2 separate regions of the Callithrix jacchus genome follow, and region 1 is linked to region 2. Evidence: chromatin contacts called from public Hi-C data. All regions are on one chromosome and are shown on one strand. Each heading gives the region's core, a stretch centred on a gene start, on an enhancer-like site or on the middle of the called end of the contact. The rest is flanking DNA. Distances are from core to core; before and after follow the strand shown.

Region 1 (5,617 bases), core at 1,857-4,356, 220 kb before region 2:
GTGGCCTAGGGCCATGAGTCTGCAACCTCCTGGACCCCAGGAAAGAATTCCTGATAGAGGAGAGCTCTGAGCCTGATTTTGGGGAAGGAGCTGAGGGCCACGCTGCCCCTTTTATTCTGGCCTACAGGCCTGGCTTCTATCTTCAGGGCCTCTCTCACCCTACCTGACATGGGAGGCCAGAGCCACCCCACTCCTCACCAGCTCCCCTATGACCAGTAAGCCACAGCTGGCCAGCGGGCGGGGGCTCAGTGTCTGTGGTGGGGATGTCACCTTTCTTGGCAGGAAGGTAATTTCCCTGTCAGGGGAGGGAGCCCAATGTGCTGCTCATAAGGCCACTGTTAAATGAGCGGGTCTGGAAGTTCTGGTTGGACGGACTTTCCTTCCCTTCTCCGTGCCTTAAGTGCCAAGTGGGGGTACTGCTGCCCTGCGTGCCTTTGCCACTCCTCCCACTGAAGGCTAACTTCAACGAAATAGGTCTCTGGCCCCTCCCCAGTCTCTTCCCGCGGAGACCGTCGAGGTCTGTAAGTTTAGGGGAGTGGAGGGGCCGGCTTCGGTCTCCCCAAGTTCTGTCCCCCAGTCAGGCCTAGTAGCTCTCTTGGGACTGAGGGGCAGTCCCAGAGGGCTGCAGTCAGTGGTCCCGGGGGCCGCGAGGTGGGGGGAGGGGTGGCGAAGGGCGGGTTCCAGTGGCCTAATTAGGGCGCTTTGGCCCAGAGCCGCGGATGATAGCGGCGGTGGGTAATTAGAGCGCATTAGCCGTGCCCCTGCCATCCTGTCATTTCTCCTCGCGCCCGGGGTGTGTGGTAGGAGGCGAAGCGTTGCCGGCTCGGCTGAGTTAGACTCTCGGAAGCCCAGGAGGGGACGCGGGGGGCGGCAGAGGCCGCGAAGAAGGGACTCCCGCGGGGGAAGGCGCAGACGCCGTCCCCTGGGAGTCACCAGTCCCGGGCTCCTCGGCGCGCGCGCCCCGTCGGCGGCGGGAAGGGGGCGTGACCTGCGTCTCCTCTCGCCGCCGCCGCGCGCTCCTCCGCGACTTCCAGTCAGGCGTCTGCACCCAGCCACGTGTCCTGTCCCTGGTGCGCAGGTGGACTGGAAAAGAGGGAGGCAAACGCAGTGGACAGGCAGAGACCTCCCAAATCCCACGTGCCCCGAAGAATCAGAGACGGCTGCAGACCTAGGGCAGCCGTAGGAAAAAACGTCAGCCACATCTCGAGGGAGTGGGGTGGAGTGGGGCTTGCTCTAGCCGAGCCCTGACATCGATTCTGCGCGGGGCGGGGAGGGGAGTTTATTTATTAGCCAGATTAGCCAGCATTAATGGGGGAGCGGCGGCGGCGGGGACATAGTTGGCATAGCTGGCATAGCGGCGGGGCCTCCTGCGGCGCGGGGCTCCGCGGCTTCAAAGGGGTTTAAAGAGGCCCTTGGTGGCACTGCCACGGCCCCGCAGGGGAGGGCGTGGGCGCGGGCGGCGGGGGAGAAGGCGGCCATTGTGCACCGAGGGATTAAGGCTCTGGCCTGGAAGGAATTTTAAACTGCCGCGAGCCGGAGCCCCAGGACTCTCCTCCTGCCCCACCCCTGCCCTCCCGAGCACGCGGAGGTGTTACCTGCTTTCCCGTGTCTGGGGTGGAGGGGGTGTCCTCTCTCCTCCCTCAAACTGGAGGCACCTAGGGTTACCAGATTTGGCAAATAGTATAAGTCTGTCCCAAATATTGTATGAGACAGACTTATGCTAAAATATTATTCTTTGTTTATGTAATATTCAATGTAATTGGATATCCTGTATTTTTTTCCTGGCAGCCCTAGAGGCACTGACATGTCTAATCCATGTCTGGAAACAGATTGGTGGTTCCCGAAAACCCAGGGGATCTCCCCCATCTGAGAGATCCCTAAGGGCAGATGTCTTGTCTCTCCCCTCACACTGGGAGTTTCCTGAAGCCAGATGCTGTGTTTCACCCTAAAGAAGGGAGCTCTGAGAGCACTGTATGTGTCTCCCATCAGACTGGGAGCTTCCTGAGGACAGGGGCTAAATTTCACCCATGAAAGTAACACTTCAAGGTCAATGTCTGTGACCTGTGACACTGGGGTTTCCTGAGACTTGGTCTGTCTGCTTCCTAGAAGGCAAGCCTGTGTCTCCTCCCTCACCCCACACTCCCACATCCCCAACCACCCCAGGCTGCCGGAGGCTCCTCCTCCATTAGTGTTGCTTCCTACCCATAGGGGGTGCTAGGGGCCCAGTGGACTGACCTGCAGATGGATGGGACTTGCTTCTTGAGACTCGGGGCTTCAGTCCTCTGGGGTTGATGCACTTGGGAATATTGGGGGTGGGGTCCCCATCCTGTGAGGCGCCTGACCTAGTCATGGCCCTTGCTCAGGCAGTTGAGGGCCAGGTGTGCCAGGGCTGGAGGCAGTGGCCAGCATGTAAGAGAAGCACTGAGCACTGGGTACCCACTATTTCTTCCAGGAAGGGACAGTGTGACCCTTGGTTCAGAACATCCTGCCCACCTCCTAAGTATTGAAGCTAAGCCCCAGACCTCCATCAGCCTCACCAGACCCCAATGTCTAGCCTTTGCTTGAGCTGTTCTTTCTGTCAGAAACACTCTCTCTTCTTGCTTTTGAGGACAGCTGAAGTCTCACTAATTCTTCTGGATGCTCTGACCATCAGCAAGGTGGGCTGCTTGTGCCTGGGGGTCTTGGTGAAAAGAATCCTCCATCTGCTCCCTTCTTCCTCAACAACTTTGGCCAGAGGGGCCAAAGAGGGGGCTAAGGTGGGGGAGGGGAGAGACAGGAAGGTGGGGGGAGCATAGGCAGAAGGGGAGCAACAATAGGAACCTCTTTCCCCCCACCCCATCCCCCTGAAGCACCTTCCCAAATCCCTTCATCCCCTCAAGGCCTCTGAACTCTTTCCCCTTGAAGCTGAGCAAAGCTCTGGAGAAGCTCTTTCCCACGGTCACAGCCTCAACAATCCCCTGCCCCCTTCTTTGCAGCCACCTCAGTCTCACCCTCCGCAGAATGCAGGCCCACTCCGTTGCTGAAGGGCCTCCTCCTTGGGCCAGGGCGCCTGCTTCTGCCAGTGGCATCATCACCCCACTCCTCAACCACCAGTCATCAGGTTGGCAATTAGCTACTTCCTCTCAGCTGCATGAGGCCACCAAACGTCACAGCCCCTCCCCTGGCCTGGCACGGGAGGAGTGCTGGAGGGTGCCCCTTACCCTTTGTAGTCAGTGCCAAGTCCTGGCTCCTTCCCTACAACCTACTGAGTGCTAGGGTAATGAGCCTACCATCTAGGGAGCAGAAAGCCTTGCTGCCTTCTCCCCCCTTCAAACCTCCTCCACCATGTCACCCTATCCCATTGGGTGAGGACACTCCCACTGCCTGGGTGGGGTGATGCCTGCTCAAGGGCACTAGCAGCCTGGGCAGGGCTTGAGACTCTGGTGTCTCTGTCCCCAGTCAGAGGCGGTTTGCACCAGGCCCTTACCTGGAGGCCAGGAGTCTGAACTGAAGATGCTGGCAGTTATTTGGGAAGGGGAGAGAAATGGGGTGTCATTCTACAGACCCCCAAACATGCAGCGGGCAGGCCCTTCATTCACCTGTGTCTAGGCACACACACAGATACACCCTATGCAATGTATGTTCCCCTGAACTGTACCCACATGTGCCCCTGGTTGGCAAGTAAGCCCACTTGCCCAGACACCCCTTATGCCCAGACACCCCTCCTCCAGGTGCGTGCGTGCAAACCCACTGACATACAGTACTCAAAAAGGCAGTGAGCTTGCTGGCACACCAAAAACAAAACCAGGACCCCACAGAGGAATCCAGAAGCATGGGAGGGGAGGAGAGACCACCCGCAACACTCGGTACCCACAGACCAGGGAATCTTCCTGGGGAAGGATGGGAGGAAGACTGTACTTAAGGGTATGTGTGGGGTGCACAGGTGGGCCTCAGTGGCAGCCGTTGTGGTTTGAGTCTGAGGTGGGGGCGAAAGATATGGATTTCTGGAGATAACTGAAAATTTTCAACACATATAAACAAAGGGGTGTAATCTTGGGCAGATCACTTAACTCCTTGAGGTCTCAGGGACTGCATCTGTAAAATGGGAATAATGAGAACACCATTTAAACTTGGTTGTGAAGTTTATTTCATTTTAATTAATCAATTTCTGGAGACATGGTCTCACTTTGTCACCACAGCTAGAGTGCAGTAGTGCAATCATGGCTCACTGCAGCCTTGACCTCCTGCGCTCAAGTGATCCTCTTGCCTTAGCCTCCGAAGTGGCTAGGACTACAGATGCTACTACCTGGCTGGCACAATAGGTAACTGAGTGCTGACTTTTATCCCTGGGAATGGAGGAGTCACGCAGTGCCTCTCTGTCCAGGCAAATGGGATATAAGGGTCAGGAGCTTGGGTGGAGGGGCTTCTAGGAATATTCCCGGGGACAGGCACTGCTGTCAGGAGCTACTGCCTGGGCCTACCAGCCTGTACCCTAGCTCAAAAAACATATTTGTCCTTGTTTCTCAGAGTCTGTATCCACCAGCTACTCTTCCAGATTCATGAGGCAAGGCCTGCCTGTTCACCTGGCTGGCCCCAAGCATCTCTTCAACCCGCTATCACCATCCTGCCTTGCCGCCCTTCTCAGATTCCAGCTCATCCAGCAGGGTCTCCAAGTCATAGAAATAGAAGCACGTACACACACACGTACTCATATACACACACCTACAGCCACATAAGCACACCCAGAAGCACCATCGCAGACATGTTCTCACAAGCACGTGCACATAACACATTAACTGCCCCTCACACTTATACACACGAATACACACACACTTATGCACTCCTAACCCCCAGTACCTGGGGATGCGACCTTAGTTGGAAACAAGGTATTCGTAGATGTAATCAAATTAAGATGAGATTGCACCGGATTAGACTGGGCCCTAAATCCAATGACTGGTGTCTTTTTAAGGAGAAAAAGATTTGGAAACAGAGACATGGAGACACAGATAAGAAGGTCATGTGAGGATGGAGTCAGAGATTGGAGTGATGCAGCTACAAGCCGAGTAATACCAAGGTGCTGGCAGCCACCAGAAACAAGGAGAGAAGCATGGAACAATCTCCATCAGAGCCTCCGGCAGAAAGACTCTGTCAACACCTGGAGTTCAGAATTTCGCATCCTTCACTGTGAGAGAATACATTTCCGTTGTTTTAAACCACTGAGTCACCAAGTCTGTGGTTATGTGTTGTGGTAGCCCCAGGCAACAAATCCAATCTCTCTCTCTCTCTCTTTCACACACACACACACACACACACACACACACACACACACACACACACACAGCTGGCTCCAGGCTCAGTGATGCAGCGGAGTTCCCCTTGGGAGCTGCTCTTTCTGTCTTCCTTCCTTTGTGGTTGGTCCAGTGGATCCACAAAAGCCATGGCCCAGAGCAGGAGCTCAGTCATTTTTAATTCCTCTTTCCTGGAGTTCTTAACCATGTGTTGCCCACAAAATCTGCTCTCAGGATTTGGGTTGCCATGTTTAGGAGCACCAGAAAACATAGAGGAATGCTGTGGCTGCTTTCATCATATTAATGAAAAATTGTAAACCACCTAAATAGCCCAGAATAGGTAAACAAAT
Region 2 (5,916 bases), core at 1,537-4,036:
CCCCAGTGAGGAAAGGGGACGGAAATTGCATACCCCTTCTAAGGCCAGGGGGCACAGGAGGGGCGGTTCTAGGCAGGCAGGGGCCAGGTGTCCTTCTCTGGGGGCCTCTGAAGGTCACACTGTGGCCAGGCAGCCACTCCTCCCCCTCCTCCCTACTTGGAGGCCTGTAGCCAAGGCCTTTGTGCCAGGGTCTGAGGAACTTGTGGTGCTAGCAGCGACCCCTGTCCATGGCTTTCCTCTCGCGTCCTCTCCAAGGGGATTCTGGCTGAGGGAAGGTGTCAGGGAGGAGCGGAAAGGGACCCCTTAGGTGGCTTTCAGAAGCAAGTTGGGTGGGTAAGTTTAGGGTTCCAAAAAACCACCTGCTCCAGCGCTGCCTTTCACCAGGACAAAGTGTGTGCAAGGCTGGCAGGAGCTCCTTTCCAGGGTTCAGGAAGGACTATTCCCATGCTGCTCGTGGCACAGCAAATTTCAAGCCATTTCTCCAAAAGGGTAAAGTGGAGCAATGACTCTCTTTAAACCCTCCCTTCATCCACTCCCACGAGAGCTAAAGCACAGCTCACTCGGGACTGTTGGGGAGGGAAGGGAAGCACACTGTCACCAAGTCGGGACTTTCGGTGGAGTGTGACAAAGCGCCCGGTGGGCTCCCGCGCCACGACTTCTGACAGTGATCATCCTTTCCCTGGACACTGGGGCCATAAAGGGGTTAGACGGATCTTCTCCTCAGAAAGGAATGAAAATAAAAGGGATGACAGGGGCTTTTCTCCATGCTAGAGAGGAAATGGGGAAAGAGAAGGGGCGTCAAGAAATTCCTCCTAGCACTGGGCAGGGTAGGATCTGGAAACAGTGGAAAGGGGTAGGGATGGTTCTCCGGATCCCCGGGCTGGGGCTACCTCAAGAGGTCACCTTCCCACGGAGGGCTGGCGGGGGGAGGGGTGCCGCTCGCCACTCCGGGCTCCCCATTCGGGCAGCCGAGGCTCGGGAAACACGCGGCCGGCCAGGCCCGGGCTGATGTAATCGGCTCCGCGCCGCGCGCGCCCGGCCGGGCGGGGGAGGGCGGGCACCGAGCGGGACGCGAGCGGGGACGGGCGGGGTTGGCGCGGCGCAGGTGGCCCAGCAGGGAGGGGGGGTCCCCGCAGCAATCCACCCCAAAACTTTTCCCAAACTCGCGGCAAGGGCCAAAGAGACCGAGTGGCAGTGACAGCAAGCCCCCTCTCCCTCCTGCGCCCTGCCCCCTCCACGCTCTCTACCCTCCCGCGGTCCAAGGTCCGAGCGCCCCCCTGCCCGCTGGTCTCTGGCTCCCGCCCTGGCTGCCTGGACTTCCAGATCGGCGGGGACCAGCGGCCGGGAGCAAACTTCAGCCGGCAGCAGCAACGCAAGCCCAGCCCCCTCGGCCTCCTCCTCCGGCTCCCGCCCTCGGCTGGTCGGCCCAGATCGTACGTGCGGTGACTCCGGTGGGTGGGCAGGGCCCGCGTGGGCGGTGAGCCTCTCTCCGGGTGCCCTCCCACCTAGCGCGCGCCCCCTCCCCCTGCACCTACGACGACAGAGGGGGACGCCGCGCGCCTGGTGCCCATGGACCCGCGTGGGGCACCGGGGCCCCACGCGCGCGCTCGCACGCACGTCCCCAGCCAGGAGAGGCGCTCGCAGCAGCCCGCGGCGCCAGGCGGGCACGGCCGCTTACCTTGGCATGGTGGAGGTAGAGCAGCAAGGCAAGGCTCCAATGCACCCAAGAGAGCAGAAAGTTCATGGTTTCGGAGGCCCGACCCGGGCCGGCGCGGCTCGCGCTCCCTCTCCGGCTCGGGCAATGGGGCTGCCCGCTCTCCTCGGCGCCTTGGTGAGCTTCTCTTCCTCCCCGGGCCGAGGCCCGGGCCAGGGCCTGGGGCGCGCGCGCGGCTGGAGCACTGTCTGCGCACACCGCCGCCTCACCCGTCCATGAGCCCGGCTTCCGAGCACCGAGTCGCCACCGCGGCCCCCTCTCCTCTTCCTTCTCTTCTTCCTCCTCCCCCTCCTCCGGCTGCGGCTCCTCCCGGCTGGAGCTAGCACTTCTCGCTGCTCCGCTCGGGTCGGCTTCCCCCGCGCGGACCACGGCTCCTCCGGAACGAGAACACCCCAGAAGTTGGACGAAAAGTTTCAGTGCGACGCCGCGAGCCCCGAGCCCCTCCACCCCGCCTCCGGGCGCGGGCTCCGGCCCCTGCCCGCCGCTCGCCGCAGCGTCCACTGTCTACCGCCGGCCAGGGAGGAGGTGGGCGCTGGGGCTGGGGGCGGTGTCTGTCTGTCTGTCCGTCAGCCCGACTGGTCCGCTGCGGGATCCCAAGGGGGAGGGCTCACGCCGCGCTCCGGCGGTCACCCCCAAAAGCAGGTCACTCACTTTGCCCCTGTCCCTCTCGCTGCTCGCACGCCCGCGCGCTCTCTCTGACCCCGTCTCTCTCTTCCTCGACTTCTCTCTGGAGCTCTTGCTACCTCTCTTTCCTCTCTCTGCTGGTTTCCAAAATCCACAGTGATTTGAGGGAGTAGAGCAATCTCCCCACACCGTCGGCAGGATTCAAGTGGGAAATGGCAAGCAAAAATAAATTAAAACGGGAAACAATACAGTTTTGAAAAAATGTTTAAGAAAAAAGAAGGAGGATAAACCCCGGATCAACGAATATCAAATTCCAGCACGGAGCGCCCTGGCCAGTGATCTGATGACCGGTCCACCTAGCCGCTGCGCTCCCTACAGAGCACCGGTGCCAGCCCCCCGCGCCTCGACCTCCAAGCTACCCGGCTGCCCCAAGCCTCCGCGATCCTCCGCTATCAACCGACTTTTATAAACCTAAAATTGGCTCCGCCCCTCCGGGACCCGCCCCGGGGGCGGGGACAGGCGAGCCTCGCCCCCTCCACGCGCGGCACAGACCCGGGCGCTGCGGACGCCCAACGAAGCCTGGCCCCCAGCCCGCTGCAATGAAGGGAAAGCTCGACCCCCACCAAGGTTCACAGCCTGAAAATTACCCATCCGCCCCCGGAAACTCTGTCCAGAGACACGCGCCTGCGGGGCATTGGCGAGGAGGGAGCAGGAAAGTGAGGTTACGTGCGGACAGGGCCCGAGAGCTATTCCCTCTTTGCTAGGAATATTGGAGGGGGCAGGGGAAGGCGGAGAGCCGGACAGGGACGGGTGCGGAGAGGGAAGCACAGATCTATTGGAATCCTGGAGTGACCCCTGGGCTTCTACCCGCTCCAACGCCCTCAACCCCTACACGCACACACTCACCCACATTGACACACACGTCCTCACTCTCGAAGACGCTGCTCCCGGTATTCACCCAGCTTCCCTGTGGTGGCCGAGCGCCCCCTAGTGACTGCCGTCTGCACACCCCAGCTCTGGCTAAAGAGGGAATGGGCTTTGGAAAGGGAGTGGGGGGAGTTTCCTCCTGACCGCCCCCCCCCACTTGTGACCTCTCAAACAGCTGCATGTTTGGGACTGGACTTGCTTCATGTACAGAGCCCAGGGCTGGGACAGGGGGCACAGTGTGTCTATCTGGACAATGTGCCATCTGGAGCCCTCATCTGGCCTGCAGACATCAAAGTGAGCAGCAGCCAACAGGCTGAAGTGACTGGGGTCCTTTGGGAAGTGTCCAGGGATGCCTCCCTGGGGAGAAGAATTTGGCACCAAGTTTGTGGAACTGAGAGCGGGAAGCAGTGTGGTTCCGGGGTTAGTCAGTGACCGGGAGGGAAGAGGACCTGTTGGAGCCCACGTATGCACTGTGGAGTCTGGCAAAACCCAAAGGGGGAGGCAGCTGGGCAGACAGAGGCCCTTGTTCCTGCTGCCCCCCCAACCCCAGATGTTGCCAGGGAACTGAGGCCAGGGGGCTGGTGGGGGCGGATGGAGGCCAGCGCCTGTGTGATGATTCAAACCTACCAGCCAACACTGAGGAACGTCTGCAGGCCAGCTGCCCAGAGCTCCCACCAGGCCAGGGGCCAGGGCTTTTATCAGCCCAAGCCCAGACTCATGGCTCATCTTCTGAACAGAATTGGGGGTTTCTTCTCAGCCCCCCATTCCCTCCGGATCCCTTGGCTACTTCTCCAGGCTCATAGCTTCTCCCCTCTCCTTCCCCCACTCCTCTCCCTTGCCTCCAAGCCCCTTTTTCTCGAACTCTCCACATCTTCCCGAAGTGCTCCCCAAGGCCCCCATCCCATTCTTGCATATAGGAACCAGCTTGGAAAAATTCCTGGCTGGGTTCTGACCCAGCTATTTCCAGGCTGCCCCAGCGAACAAAGTTAGGGCTCTAATGCCTGTGGGAAGAGTGGGACCAGTCACTCTGAATATCCACCCGGATCTGGCCAGGGTCTGCCCTGCAGCTGGCATAGCCTCTGTGGAGGCATGGACTGAGAATGAGAAGGCAGCAGTTTCCCTCAGTTTGACCAAAACGCTGTAAGGAGCTTATGCAGCCAGCCCTGTCCTCAACATATGGTGCTATGGTTTGGTGGAGATGCTAGGTTACCTCCACAGTACCCCAATTCCACCCCTGTGATGTCCTAAGGCCTCTATGGGGAGAGGAGCTGGCTCCCACCCACCGCATCTCTCCCTTCCCATACTTGATGCACTAGTCCTGTCTCCACCACTTGGCAGGCTCCCCAGCAGCAGGGACAAGGTCTTTTTACAGTTAGTAAATGTTTATTTCCTGGCTCAGGGCCCCCTCCCAGGCAGGCCTCCTCACCTGGGATCCATACTCTAGGCTGGGATATGGAAGGGAAGACACTAACTTTCCTCCTGTGTGCCTCTAACACCCCAAGACCACAAGCTGTAGGCACCTTGGCAGGGACCCCTCCCTCATCCCTACCTTGGGGCAGGATGGAGGCTCTGAGCCTTAAGGGCTCATTCTGGCCCCCTCCCTTGCATCCCTTCTCAACTCGACCTTCTTCAGCCCCTAGATAGGCAATGGCTCGAAAGAGCAGGTCTTAGTGAAAAACAAACAAACAAATCTTAACTTCAGAGTCAAGAGGAGGCTGGAGGGGTTCCAAGGAGGGATGCCATCACCTGTGACTCCATGGCCCCAGGTGCCCCATCCCTACAAGCCTGCTGTCCTCCATGGTGGTACCAGCAAGCTGTGTTGCAACACCTGTTTGTGTTTCCCTCTGTGGGCTTTGCCCAGGGATCCAGCGGGGTGAGGGCACAGAATTCCTTTTATATAAGGCTGGGATTGCAACCTGGCCTAGGGGTGTTTGAGCTACCTTCATTAGTGTGAGCAAGCATGGCCCACCTCCCCATTCATTTTGGAGATACAACCTGGCTGTGACCTGGAGGGCTTCACTCTGGATCCCATGCCCCAGTGAGTTGTCACCGGCATTCACAACAATGTACTCTTATGGACTTAGCCAATGCCCACATTGTCAACAAATTAAAAGCTCAAGTCACCTAGTCACCTGAGTCTTCAAAAAAGGGGAAAAGGCATCAAACAAGAATCACAAGACCACATGTATCTCTGTGGCACCTTCCCTTCCATGGGCTTAGCCCCTTGAACAAACTTGCTTCCACTTATCCTCACCTCCCCGCCAGGCTGCTGAAGGGCAGGGCATGTCAGAGCAAACTGTCTCCCCAGACAATCCTCCAAAGGCCCAGAAAGGGCACAAAGGGGCCCAGGGTCACCTAGCAAGTTGGGAGAAGGGGCAGTGAAGCAGACAGCAGTCCATACACAGGTCGTGCAGGCTCCCAGTTGAGGGGCCACCTTGGCCCCACTTGGAGGGCCTCACCTTGAGAGCGCGGTGGCCACAGCCTGTGGCTCTTAAGGCAGTTCAGAAGGCGCCAAGGAAGAAGGGGAAGGTGTTCCAGGCGAGGGGAAAGGGAAGAAGAGTGTGAAAGGCAGCCAGGAGCCAGCGGTGGCCTCAGACAATGGAAGTAGTGATTGGGCCAAGGCACAATAGTTGTACTTTGTCCTGATGTCC

What was found. A called contact is a pair of places that touch in the nucleus more often than the background predicts.
Region 1: a Hi-C map of skeletal muscle shows a contact between it and region 2, with 2.8 times the contacts expected there. The contact joins the promoter of LOC100390350 here to the promoter of VEGFA in region 2. A contact is called at or near these places in 2 of 3 Hi-C or Micro-C datasets (both in skeletal muscle).

Annotation. Positions count from the first base shown.
Region 1 is chr4:52,457,161-52,462,777 of calJac240_pri, reverse strand. LOC100390350 reads right to left here and starts at 3,106. Exons shown (of 7, transcript XM_078370688.1): 1 at 2,991-3,106; 2 at 2,606-2,680; 3 at 2,556-2,604; 4 at 1,596-1,670; 5 at 1,018-1,083; 6 at 968-1,015; 7 at 1-965. The coding sequence starts at 3,071. The coding sequence ends at 463. It overlaps LOC144582335 (a long non-coding RNA gene), which reads left to right and starts at 1,306. Exons shown (of 3, transcript XR_013534812.1): 1 at 1,306-2,657; 2 at 2,976-4,301; 3 at 4,949-5,617.
Region 2 is chr4:52,240,795-52,246,710 of calJac240_pri, reverse strand. It overlaps VEGFA (vascular endothelial growth factor A), which reads right to left and starts at 2,786. Exons shown (of 6, transcript XM_008994505.4): 1 at 1,679-2,786. The coding sequence starts at 1,744.